Linked DNA regions of Urocitellus parryii: region 1 is linked to region 2. The links are chromatin contacts, called in public Hi-C maps. All regions are on one chromosome and are shown on one strand. Each heading gives the region's core, a stretch centred on a gene start, on an enhancer-like site or on the middle of the called end of the contact. The rest is flanking DNA. Distances are from core to core; before and after follow the strand shown.

The links. Hi-C and Micro-C count contacts between places; a contact is called where the count stands out from the background.
Region 1: a Hi-C map of liver shows a contact between it and region 2, with 4 times the contacts expected there. The contact joins the promoter of LOC113176879 here to the promoter of Znf383 in region 2. A contact is called at or near these places in 2 of 2 Hi-C or Micro-C datasets (liver and muscle).

What each region holds. Positions count from the first base shown.
Region 1 is chr15:15,953,165-15,956,539 of mUroPar1.hap1, reverse strand. It overlaps LOC113176879, which reads left to right and starts at 1,766. Exons shown (of 5, transcript XM_077793057.1): 1 at 1,766-1,843.
Region 2 is chr15:15,473,317-15,476,874 of mUroPar1.hap1, reverse strand. It overlaps Znf383 (zinc finger protein 383), which reads right to left and starts at 1,558. Exons shown (of 5, transcript XM_077793056.1): 1 at 1,441-1,558.

The DNA of each region.
Region 1 (3,375 bases), core at 517-3,016, 480 kb before region 2:
CTTTAAATATAGATTGTAGCCCATTATTTTCCCCCAGAAAAGGTTAATAAATTGACCTCAAAACCTTCATTGAAAAGTCATCTTTTCCCAACTGATTTGAGATGTCCCAAAGGCTATGATTGGCTCCATCAGGAGGAAGGGGTGGTGTTAAAGAAAGTCTTTAAGGGTTACATTCCAGGTGTGCTCTGGTAGGGGGTGTCCCAGGGAGTCCTGATGGGTGTTAGGATTCACTTGTTCATTTGGGAGATATTCACTTACCATATTCTCAGTAGACATTTCCTTCCTGTAGTGGGTGTGTTCAAGGGTACTTAACCAGGGGAAGAAAAACATGAGTCTCCCTAATCTTGTTAGGAATGGGGAGAGGGAGTGGAGAAGAGAGAACGAGGAAAAAAACGTTATTTTAAAAAATAAACCTTAGAGCAAGAAGGACTATATTCATAAGGTGAAGGTGAAAGGAAAGTGACCACAACACTCAGAGCGACCAAGAGATCTTTATTGCAACAGTGCAAAAGAGAGAGAAAGAAAGAGCAGGGAAAGAAGAAAGAGGGGGGTAGAACAGAGAAAGAGAGAGAGAGAGGGAGAGAGAGAGAGAGAAGAAGAAGAGGGAGGAGGAGGAGGAGGAGAGAGTGAGCGGGAGGGCAAAAGCAAGAGAAGAAAGAGAGAGCAAGGGAGAGAGACAAAGGGAGAGGAGCAATAGAGAAGGGCCGGGCAGGAGGGAGTTTTTTATAGCCCAAATCTAATGGGGTTTTGGTCTGCAAGCTGCCTTATTGGCATACAGTGATTGGATCATACAGTAATGTCATCTTCTACGCTCAGGCAGATGGGGCAGGGGCTAGATGTGGGTTTCCATTACACCAGACGTGTGAGTGTCCAGTGTTCAGCCTTGAGTGGGGTTCAGTGTTCAGACTTGAGCAAACAGGTGATAAAGGACCAGACAGAGCGGGGATTGAGTGTGTGGGTTATCCTGCAGCTAACATTCCTTCAGCCTGCCCTGCAAACAACATAGTTCAGCCTGTCCTGCACCTAAAAAAAGGGATCACTATTACAGTACTGCACCGTGCCCGAGTACCTCCTAGGCCCACTAGCCTTCCCAGGCATCAGTCACCAGGGAGTGGCAAAGCAGAGGCTAATCTCTTGAGATGACTTCTTTTTTTTGGGGGGGGGGGACGGGAAATTGAACTCAGGACCACTGGACTGGTAAGCCACATCCCCAGCCCTAGTTTGTATTTTATTTAGAGACAGGGTCTCACTGAGTTGCTTAGCGCCTCGCTAAATCGCTGGTGCGAGGTCTGAATTTTGATCCTCCTGCCTCCGCCTCCCAAGCCCTGGGATAACAGGTGGGCGCCCAGCCCCTAGATAACTTTTGAATGGTGCGCCCACAGCCTCTGCCTTGCTCGGAACTACATTTCCCAGAAGGCTCAGCGGTGCGAACTACCTTCCTAGGCAAACTTGCCCTCCTCTTCCTGAGGCTCTCCGGTTCCTACCAATAGTAAGAAAGGGGCGGAAAGTAAAACCCATGTCAAACGCATGGGAGCGGCCTTCTTTGGGAGCCGGGGTTGGAGGCTGATGCAGGACTCAGGCCTTCGCAGTGTGTTTCAATAAAGTGTGCAATCCTTTCTGGTGGCCGCAGCTAATCGCTGATAGGAATCCTGAAACACGGAACCACCTTGTCTACCTCTGGTTGCCTTTCTAACTGTGTTTCCCAGAGCACTACTCAGCATGACCTCCTTCTCGCGGGAATTCAGCCTTAAAGTCACGCGCTGGCGGTTCCCTGGGGGCTTCACCAGCAGCTAATCCAGTGCTGTGGAGTGTTTTACTGCCTGGAAAGCTTGGGAGGCCTGAGGTGAGGATCCCCAGAGGAGGGCGGGGCTGACGCCGAGGCTTGTCTTTGTGCCGCGGAGGAGTTGAGGTTGAAATTGTGTGGTTGTTATTATGTGTGTGGTAGTTTCTGAAGAACGATCGTGTGGTCTTAACAGACTGTTGAGTATTTCCGTCTAAGGGTCACACGGAGTGGAGAACCTGCTGCGTGAGAGACAGACATTAGGACCGCGCGCGGCATTGTGTGCGATCCTGGGCGCTCGTGACTGGCTGGGCGTTTCGGAGTTGTCTCCTCTGTAGTGTATGATTGTGTGACGTTGTGGGCACATGCATCAGAGTACAGGTGGGAATACAGATGCAGACTGTGTGGTTGTAGTTGTGTGTGTGCATGTGGTTAGTGTGTGACTTTGACTGTGACCAGGGTACAGGTGTCTGTGACCGCAGATGTAACTTTGAGCGTCCTCTTGGTAAAAGTTCGGTTGTGCCTGTGGCACCTTTAGAGACTCTGGGTGTGTGGCCTGTGGTTTGGGGAGTGGGTTTCCTGTAACTCAATGGTACCTCAAAGCACTATATTCTAGTTTTAGGACTTAATATGCATGTTATCATGATATCCTTTGTCTTTTATTATATTTATTTATTTGTTCAAATGTTCTTAAGAATATTTCATATTAGATACAATAGTTCATTCAGTTTTTTCTTCTTCTCCTTTTTTTTTTTTTTTTGGCGTGTTGTGTAGTATACTGCATTTATTCATCCCTGCTAATAATGGAGGATATTTGAGCTATTTCTAGTTTTTTTATTTTATAAATAATGCTGCTATTACCATACTCTAGGCCAGAAGCTTGACTCTGGGGATCCAACAACTCAGGTTCTAGCCACACACCCCAAAAAAACAAAGGAAAAGGTAATGGAGAAAATCATGAAAGAACTTTAATCAGTGTAGCTACACTGAGAAGACAACGGGACCGGTGTCCTTTGCCCTGTCTTTAAGGGACTGACAGTGACTTTGACGTTTTATAAAAAAGGTAAATGAGGGCAAGGTTTGAGAGTTAGATAACTGGAGGCTTTTCAACAGTTGACAGAGCATGTGGTCTTGACCAGACATGGTCTGGTCCATCATTATCCCAGGACAAGGCAGAACCTTATCTAAAATATGAAAGTTACTGTTTCACATGGAGGGGAGCTAACTTCAATTCATCACAATATATGTATTGATCAGACCCTGTTTCTGGATCCAAGGTTACCACAAGCAAAGGAGATGGACGTAAAATGGAAACAGAGATGCCAAGTCTTTAATCCTACTTTTAGCCATCCATTGGACATTTGCAGGCAAAAGTAAAGAGTTTAAATCCTTGTTACACTACCACTAACATTCTTTTACATAGGGTACACATGCTTGTTCACCAGAGGAATTGCTTCATCAAACGATATTTTGCACTTTACCAAATGGTGCAAAATATATACCAAAGTGAATGCACACATTTACACTTGCACAGCAATGTTTAAAACATCTTATTGCTCTTTTTTCCCATCAAAACATGATTAAAGCTGTGTTTA
Region 2 (3,558 bases), core at 309-2,808:
AAGAAGGAAATAGATCAAAATATTGACAGTGGTTATTTTTAGGGGGCAGGCATTATCTTTTGCCCTTTGTAACTTCCTGTTTTCCAAATTTTTAAAAATAATCATGCTTCAGGTGTGTATATGTGCTTAAAAACAACTTAGTACACAGGAAAAAACCTTATCTATTTTCTAAATTAATATGTGAACATTATGTAGAAGAAAGGGAGAAAAATGGAATCTGTACATCCACCCTGTGGTTTCCCATCATTTTCTCAGATGGAACAAATTTGAGAACCAGGACACTTAATGAGTCTATGTTAAGTCAGACCATCCAAAAGAAGAAAAGCAAAACTCAAACCCCAATGCACCTTATATTTGGCTTGATCAACAACTATTTCTCTTTCTTCCTCTGGGTACCTCTGGAAAGGCAGAGATGAGTAAGAAAAAAAGAACTATGAGATGCCAGGCATTTTTTTTGTGTGTGATTTAGACGGACCTGATTAGAGCTCACTCTGAACCCACAACTACCACCATGGAAAGAAGAAAAAAGAAGGAGGTCAGAGGAATCTGGGCTATCCTGAGCATTCTGGTTTGAGAAGAGGAGTGAAGTCTAAGTTGTCCAAGATCAGAATTTGTCCTGAACTCACAAGGACCTTTTAGGATAGAGAGTTGGAATCACAAGGCAGTCACAGGCACTCAACACCTATATTTCCAATGCTGCAGTCACTTATCCACTATAGGTGAACCCCATCTGTCCTCTCAGGAACACATCACCCAAATAATACCAGTACACTGTGCTCACACACAGTCCACCCTAAGGATACACAATCACATCCACACATTAACAGACCCCTCCAACACAACACCACACAAAATCATACCGCGCTACAGAGTGACTATCACATTCACTAGAGCCACGCACCCACAATTCCCTCCAGTTCTCCTACTGGGCACTACACACAATCATACATTCAAAATAACACAATGGCCATGTATCCGTTACCCTGGCACAAGCATCACAGGGCCACACACAGTTACATAATCACTTTCACACATTCTCACATAGTCACAGGCATCCAGTACACGGAGTGGTTCTAACATTCATACAATGACGCACACAAACCTCTCAGAGTAACAATCACAGATGCAGAAGCAGATTCTCCACGCCCACCCCCACATCCACATGTCACACAAAGTGAATAAGGTCACACACAATCGGTCCAACCTCGGGGACACGACCACATTGTTAACAAAACTACAGGAATGTGCAGTCACACAGGCACACACAGCTCTGCGCACGGTCAGTCACAACGACACACCCACCAGAGGAACATAAAATCACATCCGCACACACACTGCGCCCCACAGTCACATAAGGTCACAACCACACCCAGAGGCCCACACCTCGCGACCGCTCCCCTGGCCAGAGCCAGTCCCAAGTTCCTGACATCCCAGACCTACCACGAATGTCCCTTCAGACGCCCAGGGATGTTCCTGCGCAGCCTAGTGGGGCCCCGGGTGCCTAGGCCGCTCGCTGCGCACTTTCCCTGCCCTGGAGGCCGAGGGTCCCGCAGGCAAATGAAGCGGCCGCCCCGTCCTCGCGGGGGTTTCTGGGAAATGTAGTCCGCAAGTGCCCCTCGTGGGGGAAGATGACGCCCATCCTCTAACTCCTCCCCTCGCACCGCCAGAGTCTGGCCCTGGGTCTCCGTGGTGGTTAGGAAGTCTTCAAGGTAAAAGCCCACACAAAGCCGGACAGCCATCCTGTCCACAAGATTCCTCAAATGCACAGGCCAATCTCAGGTTGTTCCCTGGAAACTGTTCAGATGGAAATGAGTGGAGCCGCAAGAACTTCTGGGAAATGTAGTCAAGCGCCGGAAAACATAAGTCGCACGGCCAAGAGGAGAAAAAGTTGCTTTTACAGGCTTTCTCAGCTGAGCTGCTGACGGTGAAGACCGACATTACCTGGGTCCTGAACCTTTCTAGTTGTTGTAACCAACTCCGAAGTCTCAGGCTGGCTCACAGAATCTCCAATTTTGCATTCCTAGGGTGATAAGCTGAGCCATAGTATAGGATATACGATTCCATTTGTATGGAATTATACAGGCTAGGCAAATAAATACAAACACGGAGTATATTAGGTATTAAGGACTGCAGAGCTAGGGGACATTGTGATTGATAATAGATATAGGGCTTCTTTGGGGGAGGGATTAAAATATTCTTGAAATGGATAATAATGCTGTTTGCTCAACTCTGTAAAATACCCAAAGAAATCAAATTGTACACCTTCAAAGAGCTTATTTTATGGTTTGCGAATTATTTCTGTGTGTGCATGTGTTTGAGACAGGGGTCAGCTCTCTATAAGGAAAGCCCCATTCTTGTCCGCAATGCTAATCCAATAATGAGGACAAGGTTTTGAGGAAAAGGAAAAAGTTTTATTGCTTTGCTAGCAAAGAAGAAACACAGGGGACTCCAGTCCGCGAGGCTGTGATTCTGACAGGGCTTTTAGAGAAATGATTGAAAGGCTACTTTCTAGCTGTGCTCTGTCAGAGACATAGTTCATTTTGCAGGCTTGTTTTCCCCAAGCTTAGGGTGGGAGAGAGAAAAAAAAAAGAGGGGAAAATGTCAGTTTTAAAGTAAGTAACAAGGGCTGGGGTTGTGGTTTAGCGGTAGAGCACTCGCCTAGCATGTGCGAGACCCTGGGTTCCATCCTCAGCACCACATAAAAATAAATAAGTGAAATAAAAGTACTGTATCCAACTACAACCAAAAAATAAAAATAAAACAAAGTAAGCAACAGTAGTAGAGCAGCAAAGTTTATGTTCAAGGCTTGAAACAGACCCTGTTACACTATGTTGCCCTGGCTAATCTTGAACTCCTGGGCTCAAGTGATTCTCCCCTCTTAACTGCCAGAGTAGCTGGCGCTATAGTGTGTGCCACCATGCCAGCAAGTGTTTTTGCTACCTGCAGCCTAGCCTGGGAACTGCTTGCATCCAGGCTTGCTTGTAGTGTTCAGCCAACCACCTTTATAAGAAATAGACAATGGAAAATGGGAAAAAAATAATTTTATACAGTTTGATTAAACCGGGGAGAAGCAGCTGGATTGTTTCTCTGCTGGTCCTATAGAAGCTGCTCCAATTTATAAGAAAAACATCAGTTGATATGCATGTGTAGATTTAGTTAAGCTCCACATCTGAGAACTTGTTGGTGTTAGTTTCTTCCTATCTTTCCTCAGTATGAGGATGTTCAGAAGCTAAAAGTTTGGAACTTTTTATTTCAAAAGTGGGTGGGTCTGTTTCATTTTTTAAAAATTAACTTTACTGCTGGATATGGTGACACATATGTGTAATTCCAGTGACTCAAAATCTCAAGTTGGAGGCCTCAGCCTCAGGGTATTAGTGAGACCCTCAACAACTTAGCAAGAGCATGTCCCAAAACAAAAAATTTAAAAGGAAATAAAAAATAAAAAGGGCTGGGAGTGTCACTCAGGGCTAGAATGCCCTTGGGTTCAATCTCCAGTACCACAAAAACAAACAACACTTTGTTGAGCTTCACTTAAATACAATAAAATGCACATATTTT